3 separate regions of the Sus scrofa genome follow, and all the other regions are linked to region 1. Evidence: chromatin contacts called from public HiChIP or PLAC-seq and promoter capture Hi-C data. All regions are on one chromosome and are shown on one strand. The core of a region is the stretch at or near the end of the contact, and the rest is flanking DNA. Distances in the headings are between cores, read along the strand shown. Region 1 holds the start of GNAQ (G protein subunit alpha q). Region 2 overlaps GNAQ (G protein subunit alpha q). Region 3 overlaps GNAQ (G protein subunit alpha q).

The links. Promoter capture Hi-C pulls out the DNA fragments that hold promoters and counts their contacts. HiChIP or PLAC-seq counts read pairs in DNA pulled down with a chosen protein or histone mark.
Region 2: a promoter capture Hi-C map of liver shows a contact between it and region 1, with 12 times the contacts expected there. The contact joins the enhancer-like site here to the promoter of GNAQ in region 1. A contact is called at or near these places in 3 of 5 promoter capture datasets (fetal liver and liver), 32 of 47 Hi-C or Micro-C datasets (adipocytes, alveolar macrophages, blood and 13 more) and 2 of 2 datasets of contacts at active chromatin or transcription factors (alveolar macrophages and skeletal muscle).
Region 3: a contact with region 1 is called in an H3K27ac HiChIP or PLAC-seq map of skeletal muscle. The contact joins the enhancer-like site here to the promoter of GNAQ in region 1. A contact is called at or near these places in 1 of 5 promoter capture datasets (liver), 9 of 47 Hi-C or Micro-C datasets (alveolar macrophages, blood, embryonic fibroblasts and 3 more) and 2 of 2 datasets of contacts at active chromatin or transcription factors (alveolar macrophages and skeletal muscle).

The regions. Positions count from the first base shown.
Region 1 is chr1:230,905,514-230,908,325 of Sscrofa11.1, reverse strand. It overlaps GNAQ (G protein subunit alpha q), which reads left to right and starts at 1,338. Exons shown (of 7, transcript NM_001038623.1): 1 at 1,338-1,489. The coding sequence starts at 1,354.
Region 2 is chr1:230,850,855-230,853,666 of Sscrofa11.1, reverse strand. The region is part of intron 1 of GNAQ (G protein subunit alpha q); the gene reads left to right. Among named protein-coding and RNA genes, the nearest start is that of GNAQ, 55 kb to the left of the region's middle. Within about 2 kb of position 1,341, at least 16 of the 83 cell types and tissues checked have an H3K27ac peak or open chromatin away from gene starts, as enhancers often do. A contact at or near this core is called in alveolar macrophages, fetal liver and liver, where this site is marked.
Region 3 is chr1:230,871,117-230,873,928 of Sscrofa11.1, reverse strand. All of the region lies in intron 1 of GNAQ (G protein subunit alpha q), which reads left to right. Among named protein-coding and RNA genes, the nearest start is that of GNAQ, 34 kb to the left of the region's middle. Within about 2 kb of position 1,363, at least 49 of the 83 cell types and tissues checked have an H3K27ac peak or open chromatin away from gene starts, as enhancers often do. A contact at or near this core is called in alveolar macrophages, liver, retroperitoneal adipose tissue and 1 more, where this site is marked.

The DNA of each region.
Region 1 (2,812 bases), core at 89-2,588:
TTGAACTGGGGGTCTGAGGTGACGCGAGATACTTTCTAACCAAATGGCGTTTTAGAAATAGGAACTGGAGAGAACAGTGAACTGGGCGAAGAGCCGCCCGGCAAAGCGGATCTGCGGGCGGGGGACGCGAGCGCCGCGGGCACCTTCAGAGTGCGGCCGGGTGTTCACAGCGCCGGCCGGTGCACGGGGCTCGCTGGGCTGAGTCCCGCGCCTTCCCGGTGGGGCCGCCGCCGCGTTCCGGGGCCGGTGGGCAGAAGGCGGGCGGAGGCCGCCATATTCCCGTTTTACCACGCCCGGGCGGTCGGCCGGCAGCTGCAGGTTGGCGGCGGCCCGGGCTGCGCCTCGGCGACCCGGCCCCGCCCCCCCGCCAGGGACTGCCTTGATCGCTGAGCCCGCGGGCCAGACCCCGGGCGCGGGAGCGGGAGGCGCCCGCAGAGTCCGAGGGGCCCGGTGCAGCCGCCGAGCGGCGCGAGCGAGGCGAGAGCCGCACTGGGAGGCGCGCCGTGTCGGCTGCGAGCCCAGGAAAGCCTTCCAGGAGGGGCCGGGAGGCACCGCCTCCCGCTCCCCTCCTCCCGCGCCCACTCCCTCCCTCCTCCTCCTCTTGCCGCCGCCGCCGCCGCCTCCCTCCCGGATCTGTGCTCTAGTTCAGAGAAGAAGAAAATGTGTGTGTGTGGCGAGGGGGAGGGCGAGCACTGAGCAGCAGCTCCGCGCCTGGCAATCGAGGCCGGGGGTGGGCGTCTGGCGGGGGCGGAGGCGGAGGCGGAGGAGCGCGCGGCGGCCGGGCGGGCCGGCTAGCCGGGTTTGCGCGCGAGCCGGGCGGTGGGCGCGGGCAGGGCCGAGGGCACCCGGGAGCCGTGTCAGGCAGCGGTGAGGAGCAGGCGCGCCAGGCGTGGGGAGCCGTCGGCGGCCGCTCGCTGCGGGGACGCCCCGGTGGATGTGCTCTCGCCGCCGGGCGCACGGCTTAGGGGAGCCTCGGCGGCGGCGGCGGCGGCGCGGGGGGCGAGGCGGGCCGCCCATTCCCGGGGAAGGAGGCGCGGGCGTCTGAGCGAGGCCGGGCGCGGCGGCCTTCCCTAGCGCGCCCCCCGAGCCAGCGCCCGCGGCCGCCTCCCGCGCCCGCCTCGCTCCTCCCGGCAGCCCGAGCCGCACGCTCCCGCCGCACCCCCGGCCCACCTGGTGGCCCCGGCCCTCGCCGCGGACCCCGCGGCGGTTCCCCGAGCTCGTCCAGGACGCGCGCCCGGGCGGCGGGGGCTCGGCGGCCACCGCTGCCTCGGGGGAGCGAGGGCGGGAGGGTGTGTGTGCGCGCTTGTTGAGCAGGGGGTGCCGGCGGGGCTGCAGCGGAGGCACTTTGGAAGAATGACTCTGGAGTCCATCATGGCGTGCTGCCTGAGCGAGGAGGCCAAGGAAGCCCGGAGGATCAACGACGAGATTGAGCGGCAGCTCCGCAGGGACAAGCGGGACGCCCGCCGAGAGCTCAAGTTGCTGCTGCTCGGTGAGTACTGCCTGGGCTGGCCGCCGCGGGCCCTCCCGCCGGGCCTCTGTGCCCCCTGCCCGCCACCCTCAGGCCCCGGGACCGCGGCCCCCGCCCCCGGGCGCCTGCGGCTCGCTCCGGCCCTCCCCGGGCGCGCCCCCGGACACTTCCCGCACTCGCGCGGGCGCGCACACGCCCGCGCGCGCGCGCAGAAGGGTAGGGGCTGCCCTGCCCAGGGCCTTGGCGTGTGCCTTTTGGTATCCCTGAGGGCTGTGCACTCGCGATGCGCGTTTATCTGCGGTGCATCTGCTACCTAGCAGATTGCTTCGGGGAGAGGCACGGTGGTGGGGTGGTGGGCTGAAGGATTGAACTTCCAGTGTCGTGGCCCTGGCGCCCGGTGGGGTGGTGGAGTTGGGGAGCTGTGTGTGTGTGGCCCCAGGGTGACGAGCGGAGCCAGGGCACGTTGTGGGATGGCGTGCAGTGGGGTAGCCTGTTTGCAGCCATTGTCAGTGCTTTGGGGGTCGAGAGGGAATGGTGGAACGGTGGGCACACTCGCGGCTGGATTCTCCAAGGAGTGATGTTGAGGGAGCCCAGTGGTTGGCTCTTCGAAGAAAGGGGCTTATGTATTGGGGCGGGGGGAGGCGGGGAGGCAAGCCCAGATGTGTCACACGAGTGCACCAGACCACCAAAAGGAGGGACCCAGAAGAGTTTCTTTATGGTGACAGGAATGTTTCTCCACCATTCTTTTCAGATAAAGATGAGGGGATATAGGAGATTGTGCGATGTGGTTGTTGACAGCGACGGGTATCTTTTGTTTAATGAGGCAACCCAGATGTAGGCCTGAATTCACAGTAGTTACTACTGAAAGCCAGTACAGCCTCTCAATTACTCCCATGGAAACAAATAGAAACCTTTTGTTTAAAACGGACAGGATTTTAATATCTTTGGAATCTGGGCTAGAAGGAAAACGGGAAGTGAACAGCAAAAATTTCTCTTTAATTTCTAAAAAATAACCCATCATTTTGTCCTAACACTAAGTTAGCAAGAAAATACCATTTCTCGTCTAGGAATTTTATTGATTATTATCTCTGAGAGAATGTTCAGAATCAACGTTCACATACAAATCAGGGCGACATAACTCTGAGCTATTGTGGTAGGAAGAACAAACAGCTTTGCAGTAACAGGCCTGAAAAATGTCTCTACTTGTGTTGTGGATATTTGCGTGTATAATAAATATGTTTCTCAGACATTTCTGGGAGAAAAGAATATTATATTGTCAATTCTGATTTGAGAAGCATGCATTTTCTTTCTTATCTTGAGCATTCCATCTCCTGGTTCAAGGAA
Region 2 (2,812 bases), core at 92-2,591, 55 kb after region 1:
ACCCTTCCTCAAAGGTGCCAAGAAGAGGGAAGGCTTTTCCGACTAGAGCCTGCCCGCAAGGCCCAGCACTTGTGCTAACTAAGGCTCCTGCCGGCTCAGGATCCTGCTTCCTATTCTAGATGCTGTAGTCATTCTGGAGAATAGATGTCTGCACGGCCTTTGTTTTCTCTGGTCTGAGGAGTGGCTGAACTTCAGGGCACCGACTTCCTTCCAGGAACTTCCTGCGAGGGGAAAATTGGACTTCTCTGCTGAACACTCCACATACCTGTGGGTTGAACAATGGCTACAGCATTGTTTTTCAAGAAGGGATGTGGTTTGGTTTTGACGTTGAAAAGGGAGAATTGTTGTGTTCATGGCGCCTCCAGGTGGGCAGTCAAGGAATGGCGGGGGTCTTGTTGGGATCGGGGCCCTGGAAGAATGATGACTTGGTTGTCTGTTTTTGCTTTTAGCCTTAGTCTGTGTGGTCCCAGGGACAGCAGTACAGTGGTGGGGTTTGGGTGGGGAATGGCATCTGAGGAAGGAACCTAGCAGGGAGTTAGTGCCAGTAGCTCAAGGATGCACCCAGGCTTAGGAGGTTGTGTAAACAGCTGCCTTTTTTCCAGTGTCCGTTTTGCTTCTTTCTAGCGAGATTTCTAAGTAATTCTCATCTTTTAAGATACAAGAGCATATATTCTGAGGTTCCCCCAGCAGCTGGACAATCCTGCCTAGTAATTGTAGTTGCAGATTTCTCTATCAAGAATTGATTTGCTGTTGATTTAGTCCAGGGCTGCCAAGTCAAATGCCACGGCGATTGAGACAGGTGGTTTTAAACAGGAGGCACCATCTGGGTGGGAACTCTAAAATCTCATGGCTCACTGAAGCTGTTGTTCAGCTTCAAACGTCGCCATGTATGGAGAGCAGGCTTAGGGTTTCCAGACCTTCCAGTTTTTCAAGAAAACAACGACTCTGGATATTTATGTGAAATCTCTTGGAATTTAAATGTCGCCAACTAATTAAAAAAAATTAAAACTACTGTCAACACAGTCAAACAATAAAAACAAGCCTGTTGGGTGAATAAAGTCCGTGGGCCCCCAGGGTTTTCCTCTGGTTAGGCCTCTGACTCCCATCTACCAATTGTCCTTCTGCTTTGATTGTTTAAAACAAGCTACACATCTATTGGACACTCTGCTTTCATTCTGTCTTGTCTCCAAAGCAATATAAAGATGCTCTCATTTTACATAAGATACTGTAAATTAGAAGTAGATGAAAAAGCGAAAATGGAGGATGTAAATGAAACCAGGGTGTACACATACATGAGCATTTCAGTGAAGTGCAAATTGAGCAACATGCTTATTCACCCAGAAGGCTTATCAGAGGTACAGTTTGCAGTGTCCTTTAAAAAGTTGTTTAACAAAGGCCTGGTTCTCACTGAAGCCAAGATCAGAGGACACTTTCAGAAGGGTCTTCAAAGGAATATGCTGAATCATGTGCGAGACAAGACCCTCCTAGCAGTGTGAGTTTGGTAGGACTCTTCTGTCTATTGCCTTCATTTTAAAGCTGATAACATTGTACAGGAGAGTGTAGTTTAGGAAATGAGATCTTGAGGAGGACTGAGCTGTAGGTAAAAATGGTGTGGTGGTCTGACTTAAGCTGGTGGGGAGCCACATGGAGAGAGGGGATGAAATGGTTAGAGAGACAGATAGTTACGAGCCCAGTCTCAGGAACTTGAGTTTGAATCCCAGCACCATCCCTGACTTAGTGTGGAACTTTGGATTAGTTGCTTTGTTTTTCTAAACCTCACTTTCCTCATCTATAAAACGGGGATGATTATATAATAGGATCACTGTCATAGGACAGTTGTGTGTCTTAATTGGTTTAGCACTTGTTTGAATATAGCACTTGTTGCAGTTCCTGGCACCCAGTTAAGTGTTCTGTAAGAGTGGTGAGTTAAGAGAAATTGCTAGTAATGGAAACTTAATTGACAAAATGATTAAATGTGGCTGTCCATCCAAGATTTACGTATAGGACTTAAATGTTTTTTGTTCACCACACACAAAAATTATTCCACTTTATCTCTGGTCACCAAAAATATGTTAAGTACACACATACAAAGTATTTTGCAAGGTTCTGTGGGGTGCCCTGCTCTCAGGGAGTTTGTGTTGTGGTTAACAGGATGAACATGCATACACGGTACAAAACGGGCTGCACCAAGGGCAATCCCAGCAAGGCCGTAGCCACTCAGAGAAGGGTTGTCACAGTGATAACAAAGACAGCAAAGTCAGGTTTCACACAGAGGAGCTGACTTTATTATTTGAGGGCTAGATTTTTATAGTTTGAATAATTCCAGACTCTGTGCAAGAATATTTGCAGCTATGTAAAGAGTACAGTGAACACTTACCTGAGTATTTTTATACGTATCATCATAGGAGGCAATGGAACAACACAAATTAGCCATGCTTTGCAGTTTGTATTAATTAAACCTTATCACAGGTAATTTAGGTTGGGCCATCCTATGTGTATTTTATCATTAGACTGCTCTTAGCTAGTTTTGGGGTGTGCAGAGAAATGGAAATTTGTTAGCAGACACAGCGCCAGGCAACCTGGCACCCAGATTGAAAGCCCAGGCCCTGGAGCAGAACCCCTGAGATCTTTGGGAAATTGGGTGGCTTCTCTTTGCCTCAGTTTCTTCATCTCCAAATTGGGGTGTGATTGTACTGGCCAGATTCATAAGGCGTGCTGGAAAGATTTACATGAGTAAGTATCTTCAAAGTGCTTGATCAGGGTTTGGCAAAGAATAAAGAACGGCGTGTGTTAGTTGTTATCTTGGGGCCCT
Region 3 (2,812 bases), core at 114-2,613, 34 kb after region 1:
GTGACAGCAGACTCTTCTGGGTGAATGAATTTCCCTATCAGCTGTTGAAATACTGCATTTGGGTTTAGAAAAATGCAGAAACATTTGTCTGTCAAGCTTAAGGGACTGTTTAACAGACGGGAGGGGAAGTATTTAAATCAGAAAAATTTGCTTTCTATTTCAGATCCTTCCTAGCCATCCAGGCTGGCCATGACTTCCCAGATGGAGTAAATTCTTATGTTAGGTGATTAGAATTGAATATTGTAAGCTAAAATAACTTGCTTGCTGATTCCCTTTGCATTTGAGGAGAGGAATAATTCTGAACGTCCATGGGTACTCTACAGATGTTGATGTTGATGGCCCTGTATTACAAATCCATCTTTTTCTTCAGGTCTTATTGCAGTGCTTCTTAAGTACAGCTAGTAAACAGGTTTGTTTTTGGTATCATACAGTACAAAGGAATACTGATAATTTTTTTTTTTTTTTTTTTTTTTTTTTTTTTTTTGTCTTTTTGTTGTTGTTGTTGTTGTTGCTATTTCTTGGCCGCTCCGCGGCATATGGAGTTCCAGCTAGGGTTGAATCGAGCTGTAGCCACCGCCTACGCCAGAGCCACAGCAACGCGGGATCCGAGCCGCGTCTGCAACCTACACCACAGCTCACGGCAACGCCGGATCGTTAACCCACTGAGCAAGGCAGGACCGAACCCGCAACCTCATGGTTCCTAGTCGGATTCGTTAACCACTGCGCCACGACGGGAACTCCGAATACTGATAATTTTAATAAGTAATGGTTTCATGAACTTCATCACTCTTTTGGTTTATTTTACGTTGAACTTCATCACTCTTTTGGTTTATTTTACATGGTGTATTCTTTTTGTTTGTACATGTTGATACACCAGGAGATAATTTCTACTCTATGTTCATCAGAGAAATTGAAGGCATTCCCATAGAGGTTGTAGTGCATGTGTGTTTCCTCCAAAGTCAGAGTCACATCCAGTACTTCTTGGCTTACGTGACAGGGAACTGCTTTCAATGACAGTCCAGCTGCAGAAAGTAAAAGGGAATGTGGAGAACAGGGATATTGCCACTTTGTCACAGATAGGAACTGGAGCATAGATTTACTAATGTCACCGAATGATAGTCATCATGAGGTGATGGTTTATGCAGTTCATGTTTAGGGTATTTCATAGACACCATGTTCTAACTTCAAGTCTGTTAAAAGTAGATACCGTGTAAAATATTTTTAAAAAGCTGAGGAGAAGAGAAGACAGCAAGAGAGATGCCAGTGTGGTTTTTTTCCTCTGCTTCTGCTCCTGCTGTGAACTGAGTGCATTCTCAGTATCAGTGGGAACGCCTGGGGCTGCCTGCAACAGGAAGCCGGCGGCCTGACCCTGCCCTTCCTGCTTAGTAAACGGCCACCAGCTCTTACACAGGCCTGGTGGGGGGAGGAGGGGCGGTTGGGGCTCTGCTTCTGGACCCTGGCCTCTGAGTAGGAGGGAGGGAGGGAGATTGATTGAGATTGATTCGTTGATTCTGTGGCTCTTGTTAGTGCTTGAGTGAAGGAAATGCAGCAAGTCCTTCCCTTTAGCTAGTTCCTTGGTTGGCGTAAGTTACCTGCTACGGGCCATCCTCTTTCTAAGGAAGTCACTAGCCTTATTTATCAGTGTTTCAGTGTTCACTTATGCTAGCCTCTTCAAACTCTCCTCTGGAGATGGCCTTTGGGATAAGAGCGGTAGTGCATAGGGACGGCCCTTGCTCTCAGGGTGCCAGTGATTAATGGCATGGCCCGAATGCAGTGTGAATCTGTGTCTCCAGTGAGGATGTAGGCCAGTTCCAGCCTTGAGTTGTAGCCTCCTCCGTCAGGTCAGGCATTATTGATTTGGCAGAGCAGCCTCCTGCTCAAGGCCTTCCTTGTACAGGGGATTGGGCGCAGAGCTTGATCACAGGAGGGGGATCCAGGTCTGAGCTCTGTGACCTGGTAACCTAAGACTCCAAGCCCTGCTGGGGAGAGAGCAACTAAACCCTCAAGAATCCTTGGAGGTGTGAAAGGCTGAGGTGGGCGTGCTAGCTGAATGTGGGAGATGAGCTTAAGCCCTTTTGATTTACGTTTTACAGAAAAGAGTGACTACATAATCTGGAGGCCTTGAGGAGGCCCAAGGAGGTTCCCTCTGTCTTCCTATCACCTTCTTTGATGAGACAGCTCCTAAGCTGTGTTTTAGGATGAATGAAGTGTGGGGGCTAAAGGTAGGGGCTCCAGCATCACCCAGCCTGGGTTTCAATTGTGACATCTTGACTCAACATTTGTTATCTGTGTGATAAAGGTAAAAAACTATCTTCTCTTTCTGAGTCTCAGTTGCCTTATCTGTGCAATGAACCATAGTCACAGCACTGGTTGTAAAGGATATATGTGTTAAATATTTTGCACAGGGCTTAGCAGTAGGAAATACTCAATAAAAGTTAGCTGTTATTATTTCTACACAGCCACTGTTCATCTATGTCTGACTCAGGTCCATAGAAGAAAGGAAGAGTTAGTGATTGTAAAAAAACACTGCAAATTTGTTAATTTAATGAGATCAGAACAAGGTGTAGCCTTGAGTCAGGATTCTTTTTGTGAAATATAAAAATTATGAAATTAAGTTTCTGTGTGTAAGCAAAGGAAAAATACCTTAAAATCTTAATTTATCTGGCGGTGGCTTTTTTGTGAGAGCTGGGTACAGATGACTTCAGTGACAGTATTTGTGCCTGTTGTCATGTGTGCAGTGAAAATCACTGCCTTTTCCATCAAGTTGTAGACTTATCAACAAATAGAGTAAAATTAAAAGAAAGCCCTAAAC